Regions from separate parts of the Mus musculus genome. Here region 2 is linked to region 1. Evidence: chromatin contacts called from public promoter capture Hi-C data. All regions are on one chromosome and are shown on one strand. Each heading gives the region's core, a stretch centred on a gene start, on an enhancer-like site or on the middle of the called end of the contact. The rest is flanking DNA. Distances are from core to core; before and after follow the strand shown.

Region 1 (6,622 bases), core at 1,864-4,363:
AAGCCCCACCCAAGAACCAAGTTGTAGATCACAATGAGCCCTTAAAGAACGCTAGCCATTAACCAATACTCAAAACAAAGCAAAGACAGTCTGTGGGGTAGCCAACATCAAGCCTATTTTCTGTGGGTCATGCAGTCAGAGGTTAGGTCTTTTGGAGGACAGAAGTGGAGTTGACAGCAAGGTCAAGATTTACAAAGAATTCCAAGTGTGATCTAAGACAGCTTCCTTAAAGTAGAAAGGAAGGGTTATGGTTGGGCAAGGCTCATGAGGGAGAGGCAGGATTGGTGGAAACACCACAGTGAGGGGTTGAGGCAAGAGATTAAAATGATCTTAGATGCAATTTGCCTTTAGATGTTTTCTAAAGATGAGCTGTGCTACTTTCCTATGGTTGCTGTGTCAGCACAGCACAAACTGTGACTTACACGCAGAAAGAAAAGAAAACGATTAAACTTATTGGATCAGAGCTCCTAATATTGAGGAATCAGTAGGATTCCGTTGCTTTGGAGGCCGGAGAGAAAATGCTATTTCTTTGTATGCCCCAGCTTCTAGAGACGACCCATATCCCAGACTCACAGCCAATTCCTAATTCACCTTCAGCTTCTGTTTCTGTCATCCTTGTCCTCAAAGGCTTCTGCTTTCTGCTCACAGTGACTCTAAGAATCGCCTGGGGCCCACCCACACAGTTCTGAGATAGTATCTCCATTTCAAGATCTTTAACGTACGTATATCAATCTAATCAAGGTCCCTTTTGCTGTAAAAGCCAGGACACTCACTGTGCAGAGGAAGAGTACAAAGTACTTAACCTGACACTTTAGCATGAGGTTTAGTTTGAACAGAAAGCCACTAAAATGAGGGAACAGGAGGAAAACGCTCTGTACACACACACACTCACACACTCACACATACACAGATACACACACACATACACACCCTGTGCCACACAGCGGATTATAAATTTCTCTTTTCCAGGTGCCCCGTATGCATACACATTTCTTTTTTTTTTTTTTTTAACACTCTTTTTTCCCCGAGACAGGGTTTCTCTGTATATCTCCGGCTGTCCTGGAACTCATTTTGTAGACCAGGCTGGCCTCGAACTCAGAAATCCTCCTGCCTCTGCCTCCCAAGTGCTGGGATTAAAGGCATGCACCACCACTGCCCGGCTTGCATACACATTTCTAATATCAAGAACTGGATACAATGCTACCACCAAAGATACCAAAGAAGCTACTAAGGGTGATCTGTGGCAGGCCAGGAAGGCTGGGAAGATCTGAGGAAAGGGAAGGAACCCTGCATTCAGGATCTGATTGAAGCCTGTCTCTCCTACCAAACAGCAAGAATTCTAGTACAGTTCCCAACTGCTTAAGACCTTTCTCCTTTCACACAGCTGTAGACCTGAAGTTTCTAGAAAGTTTTCTCTTGTCCCCATTTACAGAGGACAGAGACTAACCCCTCAGGTGATTCTGGTGGCTTCCTGCTTTTCCTTTATCAGATTGCAATTCCATCTGAATCACCTCTGAGCTTCCAGCTACCACAGATCTCTCACAGAAAGGGGAAGAGGGGGAGGAGTGGGTTCACATTGTAACTGGAGAGCCACCATAATGCTGTACGTGGCCAATGCTTACTGTTCCAGGAGGAGGCCTACTGCACTTGGCTCAGTCCTGTATCATAATACCTTTAATAAAATGTCCTTCCCTGTTCCCGAGAGTCCTAAAATGACATACACTGTTGAATCTTGGTTTGACTTGGGTTGAAGCCCGTAAATGTCTAGGGGAACCCTTCGGGCTGATGAGAGTGGCAGTGTGAGTCTGGGTGTCTGTCCTATCACTGTTGACATAATGTAAAGCTTTGTTTTCTATGGTTTCCATTATCTAACCTCTCCACACGCTATCTTTGGAAACCTACAGTACTTTCTGTCATCTTCTCTTGCTGCTTTGAGGGAGAACTCCTGGAAAGAAGCGGTCTGCAGAGACTGACTGACTAATGTCAGTCCTGTGGGGGTGGGGGTGGGGGTGGGGTGGGGGTGGGGGTGGGAATGTTACAGGTCCAACGGCTACTTAGTTTATCTTAGGCTTGCTTTAGTCACAACTCCTAACAGCCATTCCTTGCTCACCTGTGTCAGAACTAACATCCTGTGACTAACGGATGAAAACCTTGGGAATCTATTAACTGAGTAGGCCCCTAGCTTGCACCAACTCCAAGGCTAAGAATGTCATCCGACAGCGTCTGAAGACGTACAGAAAGGACGACCTCCAAGCTTGCTGTAACCGCCTCTCTAAAGTACCCCTCCATGTGTTTCCAACTCGCCTTGATTTATGACTTTGTTCTGTAAATCTATAAATGTTCATGAATCTGCTTCCACTTTGAAGCAAGTAGTTTGGGGTGGCTTAAATCTGAATTCCTAGCCTTGGTCACTCAAAATGGCCCCAGAGTAAACCATCTTAGCCCCTTAAAGATGAAAGCTGTGGCTGTGGCACCAGCAGTTATGGTGCCACGGCATTCTAACAATGCCCCACTTTTCACTGGAGGAATTACCCGATTGGAAGCCAGCTGTGTGCATGGACCCACTGAGGCCAGGCTATTTGGTGTTATTTCCTCAGGCAGATTGTTGGTGTGATTTTTCTCCTGGGGCTCTGGTTGGGCTTCTAGTTTGGTTGGCAGTACATTTTCCCCAAATTACAAATTATAAATGTGACACAAACCAAATTCTTATATTCTACTTTTTTAAACCGTTAGACAAGTGTTTCCTATCGAAATTTACGTCCCTCAAGTCAGAATGCCTTGCATGAGACTGTGCAATAAAATCACTGCCCACCAGGTGGCAGTCATGGTACAGTAGCTCTCAAAGACTGGCGTTGATTGGGGAGTTGCTCAACGTTTAAACAGAGTTGCCATCTGACCCAGTAATTCCATTCTTAGATTTATACGCAGGAAAGTGTAAAACACATGTCTATACAAAAACTTGTACATGAACGCTTGTGACTATTAACGGTAGTCAAAATGTAAAGTACCCAGTGTCCAGACACTAAGAAGGCCATAAACAAAATATGGTATATACAAAGGGAAGGGTGTTACTCAGCCACAAAAATGAACAAAGTGCAGATTCATGCTGCAGCATACATGAACAATGAAAACATTATACTAGGCAGGAGCCAGACAGAAGAGGTTCAGGTTGTGTTAGTCTATCTATATGAACTCTGTTCGCAAAGTAACAGAGACAGAAAGCTGGCTAATGAGTGCGGAAAGCTGGGCAGAAAGCATAGGAAATGACTTTCTTCTTCAGGTGATGAACAATATCATAAAGTTAGTTGTTAACACCTTTGGGAAGATGCTAAACCTACTACACTGTACAGTTTAAACAGCAAATATTATGTGTGAAGGATGGCATAGGAAACACAAGACTTAACAAAACAGTCATAAAGCCACTGTTGCAATGGGGTTGGAGTGGGGGTGTCCATTAAAATTAAGAAAATGCCACCACCAACGTGTCTCAATAGCACAAAATGTGTGGGGAATACTATTTTGAGCATTAGCGAGTCACTATATGACATAGACACATAATGCCTATACTGTCTGGTTTTATGTGTCATCACATGTCAGAGTCACCAGAGAGAAAGGAGCCTCAGTTGAGGAAATGCCTCATGATATCTAGCTGTAAGGCATTTTCTCAATTAGTGATCAGTGGGGGAGGGCCCCATCGTGGATGATGTTATCCCTGGGCTAGTGGTCCTTGATTTTATTAGAGAGCAGGCTGAGCAAGTCATGAGTAGCAGGCCAGTAAGCAGAACCTCTACGGCCTCTGCATCAGTCCCTGCCTCCAGGTTCCAGCCTGGCTAAGTTCCTGTCCTGACTTCCTCCAATGAAGGACAATGTGTAAGCCGAATAAGCCCTTTTCATCCCAACTTGGTTTTTGGTTATGGTGTCTTCATTGCAGCAATTCAAGCCCTAACCAAAACAATGACCAAAGGTTATAAGTTACAGTTGGCTTCTACTTCATTTCCAGAGCACAGCTAAGCAAGAGATGGTCCATAAGTCAAATCACAAATTACCCAGAAATTAAGAATTTACATTTTAAGGGTTGAAAGTAGCAAGAGAATTGTATGAAAGTCAAATTTTAGGATCTACAAATAAAAGTTTATTGGAACACAGCTGTGCCCATTTTGTGTGAGAATGACAGGTATTCTAGTTTGTTTCTCTGTTGCCATGGTAAAATACCAAAATAGCTTGTGGGGGTGGCTATTTGGCTCACAGGTTACAGTTCATCTTTGAGGGAAGCCGGGGAAGAAACTTAAAGGAGACACCATGGAAAAATCCTGCTCGATACCTCGTTTACTTGGCTTGCCCAGTTACCTTCCTTTAATCCCAGCACTTGGGAAGCAGAGGCAGACAGATTTCTGAGTTCCAGGCCAGCCTGATCTATAGAGTGAGTTCCAAGACAGCCAAGGCTACACAGAGAAACCCCGTCTCGAAAAAACAAAAACAAAAAAAGAATACTTGTGAAAAATACCAGTGCACCTCACTGTGTTTGCGTCTTTCCTGCTTCCTTTGAACAAATAAGCCAAATCATCCACACTATGCTAACATTTGCCTTCCTGCTCAATTAAGATTCTATTGTTTCTGTGTTTCTTACTGATTTAAATGAGCACAAAGGCCTGGGGTGGGTGCCCTTCCAGCTGTTTGCTCATATCATATCTGTTTCCTCCTCTTCTTCTTCCTCCTCCTCCTCTTCCTTTTCTGCCCTCTAACTGAGATCCTCCTGCCTCTACCTCCCAAGTACCGGGATCCAAGGTGTATACCACTACACCCAGCTATATAGTTTTTCTTCAGCCTGGGTTAACAGACAGTGTTTATTCTTCTCTTTCATATCCTTCAGACCTTTGAGTATGCAAAAGTCTGACCCTGAACTATGACTCTTGGAACCTGAGCTGTCTCAGAAGGACCTGAGGGCCTTTAGCCCTAGCTTCCCAGTAAGGCTGCTTCCTTACCATGACCTCTTGTTTATCCCTTCCTGTTTGGCTTTTCCTATGAATGCCAGTGTTTCCTAAAATCCTCAGATACGTTGTTTTAGATTCTGTGTCTCAATCCCCATTTATGGGGACAGCCTAAACTAAACTAAAACACCAAAACTCAAATCACAACCTCTGTAGATATTTAAGTTTAATCAGCTTGTATGAAATGTGTTTATAGGAACATATGAAGTCTCCAGAAATGGCAGCTTTCCCAGCAAGCGTCTAGATAAACTATTCTAGATGCTAGAAATGAATTTGTTCTCCTCCCCACAGAGGTCAGGGAGAAATGCCTGCAATGGGATTCAAAGTAAATTTCTCCTTCTATTTCCTGTAGGGTAATGGTCTCCTGCTAACTGAAGTTCTTACTCTATTGCCTTAGATTTAGATGCACCTCCTTATACATAAACTTATTGGATATTGTCTGAGTGTGTGCCACACTTTAATGTTTATATTAAATACACCTTAAATGTATATGCATTGGGTATGGTTCATATATAAAATATGTATGTAGAGAATCCCACTCACTATTACCCATTTCTATTCCTTCCTCCACAAAAGTCAGTCAAAAGGAAGATGCAACCTCTTTCATCCTTTATTCTGCTCTGGTCTCAATCTCTAACACATCTTCTAATCATGGGGATGCCTGTGGCCATGTTGTCTCTGGCATTCTTCCACATCTAGCCAGGACATCTCTTGATCACTGTGCCTCCTGATAGCATCATTTGCCTCCTGTCTGACCCTCTGCTACTGGACATTCCCTGCACCACCCAGGTCTCCACAACGAAGCTAAAGTCATCCTCCTGCAAATCCACTCAACTGAATTCTGCCTTCTTGCTGGGAAACCTCTTCTGACTTCATTTGCCTACAGAATAAATCTCTGTCTTCTTGATATTAAACTCTTAAGCCCTTAACAAATGGCCTAGCTTCCTTTACAGTTAGCTATGTCTCTCACATGAGTGAATATTTTCAGATAGCTATCCATCTGCTGTGATAAAGGAAACATAAGCTCATTTCAATGCTTTACTACATTCGTGCTGGCTTAATTCAAATATTTTCCAATTATTGAAATACATTAAAAAGCATAGCTTTTATCACGTGGACTGAAAATTCTTAGTGTTAAAAAATATTCACATGCTGAACTGTAATGGCACACACATTTTATCTCAGAACTTGGGAGACAGAAGTAGGTGGATTTCTAAGAGTTTGAGATAAGCCTGGTTTACAGAGTAAGTTCTAGAAAAGTCAGGGCTACACAAAGAAACCCTGTCATGAAACACACATATTCTCATGTTTTATACCATAATACTATTTTTTTTTATTGTGGAAGAAGCACTTAATGAGATCTACCTTCTTAACAGGCTTAAAGTTTATAATACAGCATTGTTATCAACAGGAGCAACATTGTCTAGCAAGGCTCTAGGATTTATGGATGTTGTATAACTCATTTTATATCCACTGAGTTATCATTTCTCATTGTCCCCTGTCCTCAACCCTAACACCCATCATTTTGTCCTTTGCTTCTCTGAGTTCAGATCTCCTGGGTCTCCTGTAAGTGCGACTGTGCAGTGTTTCTTCTTCAGTAGCTGCTCTGTATCATTTAGCATAACATCTCTATA
Region 2 (6,622 bases), core at 2,649-5,148, 780 kb after region 1:
GCTTTCAGGCTTGATGGCCAAGCTCCCTCATTGTGGAGTTATCTCACTAGTTCACGTTTCCATGTGCTTTCAAAACAGAAACCAAAACCAACCAGCCAAACAACAACAACAAAGAAAACACCACTAAACTGTTTATTTTATTAATATAGATGTTTTATCTGCATGTAAATCTCTGCAGCGCGTGTGTGCTGGTGCCCGTAGAGGCCAGAATAGGGTGACTGTTGCAGGATGTTTGATCACACTGTGGACCCTGAGATTGTGTTATGGTGGCTCAGTTATTAACACACCTTTAATCCCTCTGGCCAGAATAATGACATGTCCCTCCTACACACCTTTAATCCCAAACAATGAAGGTAAAGTTGGTTTGTAGAAGAAAGCACCCATGCTTGCAGGGGGACAGAGACAGAGAGATACAGACAGACAGACAGACAGACAGACAAACATGGATGGGGCAGCTTGAATCTGTTAGTGTGGAGAGGAGATTTGAGCCAAAACAGCAGAAGTTCAGAAAGAACTAGAAAGGGGCTAGCTTATTCAGCAGCAGGTCCCAGAAGCTGAAAACATTGTAGGCCTAGATTAGATTATATGGAAACGAGAAGTTTCCAGGGGCAGGCCTAGGTTAGCAGACTAGGGTAATAAGCTTGGAGATGACATGCCAGGACCTAATTACAGGTGATGGTTACAGGTAGTTGTGAAACATCACGTGGATACTGAGATTTGACTCTAGGTCCTCTAGAAAAGGAGCAAGTGCTTTTAACAGCTAGGCCACCTCCGCAGCTCTGAGTTTCCCCATTCTTAATATCTCACATTGGGGATAAACCTCAGCATGACTTTTAGGGGACAAATCATATTCAAACTGGAAGGCATTAAGTCTTAAAAGCATGGGTAGAAGAACCAAGCAGATGGAACTGGTAGTTCTACAAGGCCTCACAATTTTTTCATTCTGTTCTCTCTCTATGAGGGGCAGCTTATTGTTAATTGCATGTAGTTGGAAACGTCTCCTTTCTCCTGTTCTAGGTTAGTCTATGGATGGTTCTGGGATTTGCAAATTGTTGTTCCATAAATATCCAAAATATGAGGCCTGAGAAAAGAGGTGTTCATTATTATAATTTTAATTACATGCATTTAGTTTGGATGGAGTGTTGTGCATGTTTGTGTGTCTGTCTGTCTGTCTGTGTGTGTGTGTGTGTGTGTGTGCTTGCACACTTGAGTAGATCAGAAGAAATTTCTGGTAACTCCTGATGAGTTACCAGAAAGTGAAAATAATATTGTAAGATTAGATAGTATCTGGGGGTAACTTAATGGCACAGCACTTTGAGCAGCCTATGGAAGGCTCTGGGTTCAATTTCTTGGGCAAACTGCCCCTATCTTTCTATACTGAGTTCTGGGGAATCACACTCATGTGGTCAGATTTGACCAAGTGCTTTCTTTTTTACCCACTGAGCCAACAAAGGTGTTTCTAAAGTTATCAACTTGTGCTTTCACTCCCTCAGGACAGAGCAGTGTAGTAATGGGTTTATAACTAACATTAGGCCTTATGTAACAAGTTCAGAGGTCATTACACTCACACTCAATGAACAGGGAAATTGCACAGGGCCTGTCTATGCTACAGTAGTATAACAGTGGACTTCAAACCCAGCAACCCATACTGTGGCTACAGGGTTTATTGTATCTGATGTATAGTGTTTAGCTAGAAATAAGTCTGTAATAATATTTACTTTTTCCAATGCTTCTATATTCTCTTGGCTTTTGTTACCATCTGCAGTAAGAACAAATTATCACACATTTAACTAACAGGCATTTGAAGGCAGATGCTGCATTTATTGTAGCTCATTTAAATTCTTAGGTATGACCATCATGAGAATAAAGTTTTTAGAGGGAACCATATTTTCTTGAATAAAGAGAAAATGATTGGAATTTCAAAAAACTCATGATGAGTTACCAGAAAGTAAAAGTAATATTGTAAGATCAGATAGTATCTGTGGGTAATTCAATGGCACAGCATTTTGAGCAACCTATTCAAGACTTTGGGTTCAATTTCTAGCATGAGATGCATTAAAAAATTGGCACTTAAAAACTCATGCAAATTCTCTCATTTAGATTTTAGATACAACTTAAACTTATTACATCAGATCTGAATGAACAAGAAACCTAAAATTATGGCCAGCTCTATTGTTTTTGATCCAAACGAACTGCTACTGACCATTGCCAACGGTGGCTCACTATGACTTTAGAATCATGATCATCTAATGTGTTGAGGTTGGTCCAGAGGTGACCCAAGATGACATTTCTATAATGAAGCTGTGCTGTGATCAAATTACCAACGTTAGACATTTATCAGTAGTTTAAAACCTTTATACATTTTAGTATAACATTGTTGTAATCTTATTCTTGCTATTCCAAAAAAAAAAAACCCACCAAAAGAAGCCATTTATTGTTTCTATTCACAAAAGGTTATACTTAGTGAAACCATTAATCTTTAGATGAAAAAATTAATACAATAGACAAATTATGTCAAATTTTAAAGTTATTTTGTTCTATAGATAATTAAAGTATAATTTGTTCTAGAAAGTAAGAAAAGGGAGCTGCTAGTCATGTCTAAAAGCTCGTTTGGACATCTGTGAGCTACCATAAAGTCTCTTAATCAGAACACGCATCTTCTGCTTGGAGGTACTAAGGGCACAGGGCTTCTTCAGACGCCTGCCTGGGTCCCTCTGGCCTCAGCTTCCACTTAGCTGAGTGATCTCAGACAAGACAATTAGTGTCTTTGTGCCCCAGATAAAGCAGGGAGGATAATAACAGCACATACCTTGTGGATTATGTGAAGAACGAATGAGTTAACACATAATAATGTCCTTAGAACAGTGGCTAGCACGTGGTGAATGTTTAGTAAACATTAGCTATTATTTTTATATGTGATAAAGCATAGAACTATGACTAATATAGTAGGATATAGTACTAGATGCTATTTTTTGTATTTTGATTAGGCATCATCAATATTTTTTCTAAACAACAATTTACTGTGCTTCTTATTTTTTCTTATTTTTTTAAAAATTTTCATTTAATTTCATTTAATTTCTGTCTGACCACACAGGGAAGCAGAGAAAGGTGGCTCCTCTGAGTGAAACTGATCATTTAGTGCCTGGAATCAGGAAGCTTGCCAGTGTGGGCAGACACCAGGCAGACGCCAATCTGACACGCCACTTCTTTATTTTGTAAAATCTTATGTTTTTGTTTATCTCATGTGAATTAATAGGAGGTATCTGATGTAGAGCTTTAACTATTCCTGATTAGGGTTTTATATACTTTCTTATGCCCATCTAAAATCTTCGTACTTCTCATTTTCCTTGCAGAAGAATAACCCCCAGTGCCATCACACAGAGGAAATGACCACAATGAATTGTTACATTATGCCTGGTCTTTCTCCCAAGAGACCATCAGCTCCGGGGTAGTAAACTAGGTGCTCTCCATTAATAAATCTGATGATGCGATGCTGTAAATTTTCTTGTTGACGTGTACAATTCAGAATGTGATGTTCTCCACCCTACCCTGTAACGACAAACAGGTTGTAATGGCAGGTGCATTTTGTTCAATGTAGCATCCATACACTAATCCTGAAGTTGTTTTGATTCACAAGGCGACTAGGACACTTAAAGACATTTCTAAGATTAAAAGGGTTAAGGATCCTTCACTCAGCTTTAACTAAAACATCTCACCGGATGCAGGTGTATTTGCAAAATTAGTTTGGCTTCAGCGTCCTCAGCCCCAGGTTGTAGAGAGCACTGGAGGGTGGAATCCTTGTAACTTGCTTATCGCAGCGCGCGCGTGTCTTTGGGCGTCGGAGTCCGCGCAGGGCACGTATGGACCCACTTTTCTAACCTGACCCTCACCTCAAAGCCTGTCAACTCTTAAGTCCCTCCCTCCGCGCGAGGCCCGCCTCTCTCATCCACTTCCATGCTCCGCCCCCAGAGCGGAAACGTGGTACTGTAATTGGCCGAGTCTCCTCTCACTCCGACAATACAACCATTCCTTGGCATCCCGGAGTAGGGTGGCGCTGCCAATCACAGCGCTCGCAGCCGCAGGAGCCGGGTCCGGAACGCCCAGAGGCGGGGCCGGAGGCGGGGCGCCGACACAGGATTAGTTGCCATTCCGAGTGAGAAGCGGGTCGAGGTGGCGGCGGCAGCGGCGGCGGCGTTTGCGGTGGCGCGGGTTACGCGCAGCGCGAGGCGCCTCGAGGCCCCTTTCTCTCCTCCGAGGCTAAAGTCCCGGCGCTGCCCGTGGTCGCCGAGTCGTGTCGCGCGGGCGACCCCCCGCGAGGGCTGAGCAGCCGCGGGAAGCGGGCGAGTGCCCTGTCAGCGCGATGCCCGGGGCGGCGGCGGCGGCGGCCATGGGCTCGACGCGGGCTCTGCCGTGAGCGCCCCGCAGAGCGCCGCGGGGCGGTTGAGCCGTTGGACGTTGGCCGTCGCGGCGTCCCCTCCCCCTCGGCGGCGGGGTGCGCGTCGGAAGGGGAGCCCCGCGGCTCCGCCCCTCCCCGCCCCTCCCCCGTACACATCGCACGCACCGCGGCGCCGGCTCCCACACGCTCGCTCGCGCGCCCGCCCGCCCGCCCGCCCGCGGAGCCACCATGTCCACTGCGTCCTCCAGTTCCTCTCAGACCCCTCACTCCGCGCCGCAGAGGATGCGGCGCAGCACCGCGGGCTCCCCGCCCGCCGCTGCCGGGAGCGGGACGGGGCCGGCCGGGAGCTGCGCACCGGCTGCGGGAGCCGGTCGGCTGCTGCAGCCCATCCGCGCCACGGTGCCCTACCAGCTCCTGCGGGGCAGCCAGCACAGCCCCACGCGCCCGGCCGCCGCCGCCGCCACCGCCGCCGCCGCGCTCGGCAGTCTCTCCGGGCCCGGAGGGGCCCGCGGCCCCAGCCCGTCCAGCCCGACTCCACCGCCGGCCGCTGCCCCAGCCGAGCAGGCGCCTCGCGCCAAGGGCCGCCCGAGACGGTCCCCCGAGAGCCGGCGGAGGAGCAGCTCACCTGAGAGACGGAGTCCCGGCTCGCCCGTGTGCAGAGGTAGCGAGCCCAACCCTCCCGTCCTCCCGGGCTGCGTCTCCCCGACGGTGCCCTGCGTGGAAAACTTCAGCCTCTCCGGGCTTCTGTTTGCTAGTGCATTACCGAAGGTGTGAAAGTGGCTTTGGGAATCTCACCCCCCACCCTGAGGTCGCTGCAGGGCTTGGAGGAGCGACCTGGAAATCAACTTTTATCCGACCCTCACACCGCCACTCAGATTTTATCTTGCATCCCTCGCCTGCAAAAGAAAAGTGTTTCGGTTTAATAGCTTATTAGCTTTCTGTGTTTGGAGCCGGGCAAGGAGGAGCCGTGTGAAACCCTTAAACACGCACACAAACTCTCTAGCGGGGCATAAGGTGGTAGTGGTAATCTCTGCAGCCTTTGTGCTTTCCCACAAAGTTCTTGTCTGGAGTATGTTTGTGTTTTGGAGACTTGATGGCGGTAGTTAGGTTGTTAGAATATCCTTTGCATGTGTAGGGGAGGCAGTTTAAAGTGTATGCTGTTTATCCATCCTCTCCTCTACTTTATATAGTCATGTATTAGATCACTACTGCACTACAAATGGCTTATGCCGGAATGGTGGTTTTCGTGGTGAATTTCTTAAAGCCTGTTTGTGGAGTGTGTTCACTTTTTCCTTGCATCTTTAAGTATACTTAGCAGTTCAGCTGAGCTGTGTAGAGAGATCTCCTTTCTTTTTTGTTAGGTATCAAAGGTAATGGTGAGTGGGAGGATGTTGTGGACTCCCCTTAATGTTTTCTGTTTGGGTTTGGTTTTGTTTATGCCTAGGGACATACTGCATGAACTAGTTGACTCCTGGGGGAGAAAAAGAAAATTAGGCAAAACAGGGACGTAACCGGCCATAAGGGAGAGTCGAGTACCTAATATTCTTAGATACCAGCCTAGAGCTACAGTTGCTGCTGCTGCTGCTACTACTGCAGCATTGTGGAAGGAATCATTCGGAGTAGGGAAAGAAAACAACAAAAAAGCCTGCTCAGAAGGGAAATACTACCAAGCTTCATACAATGTTTGTGTGGTATGTGGGGTTTTTTTGTTTAAGGTGGACGTTCTTAAGGTGTTTAGAGTTAGGGAAAGGGATTGCAATATGATAGATCAAAGTTTAGGTATTTTTAGCTTTAATTTAGATGTGTAATTAGCATGTTGCTAAAGCACTTGCTTTCAGATCCCTTGATGGTAAGCCTCTGGGTAGGATGTTAGTGCGGTGGAATAAGTGCAGGAGCACCAAGAAATACATCCTGTAATCTGTATGCACCAGGAGGGAATTGCTCCCCACTCCTCCCCCAGGTCAAGCCAGCTGCTGCAGAAACTGACATCCTCCAGCAAATCCTGAATGAATGAATGAAAACAACGTGATCGCCCTAATAATGACCACAACTGAACACACATCCTTGGGTGTATTTTATGGAAAACTCCACCATTTTCTAACAGATTAATGCCATATGCAACTCCCTTGCACATTTTTTGGAGCTGTGTTAAATGAGAGGTAACAGAAAGAAAAGCAGCAGCAGTCACAGCCGTTTTTGAATGATTTAGCTTTAACAGTTTGTTAA

Evidence for each region. Promoter capture Hi-C pulls out the DNA fragments that hold promoters and counts their contacts.
Region 2: a contact with region 1 is called in a promoter capture Hi-C map of the 3T3-L1 cell line, with 5 times the contacts expected there. The contact joins the promoter of A430035B10Rik here to the enhancer-like site in region 1. A contact is called at or near these places in 14 of 39 promoter capture datasets (the 3T3-L1 cell line, 3T3-L1-derived adipocytes, the C10 cell line and 9 more), 2 of 115 datasets of contacts at active chromatin or transcription factors (astrocytes and craniofacial prominence) and 1 of 9 other capture datasets (liver).

The regions. Positions count from the first base shown.
Region 1 is chr6:7,730,433-7,737,054 of GRCm38.p6, forward strand. No RefSeq gene overlaps it. Among named protein-coding and RNA genes, the nearest start is that of Gm46950, 9.5 kb to the left of the region's middle. Within about 2 kb of position 3,114, at least 26 of the 459 cell types and tissues checked have an H3K27ac peak or open chromatin away from gene starts, as enhancers often do.
Region 2 is chr6:8,505,263-8,511,884 of GRCm38.p6, forward strand. A430035B10Rik (RIKEN cDNA A430035B10 gene) reads right to left here and starts at 3,899. Exons shown (of 2, transcript NR_040452.1): 1 at 3,717-3,899; 2 at 1,797-3,549. Glcci1 (glucocorticoid induced transcript 1) reads left to right here and starts at 4,338. Exons shown (of 8, transcript NM_133236.3): 1 at 4,338-5,057. The coding sequence starts at 4,625.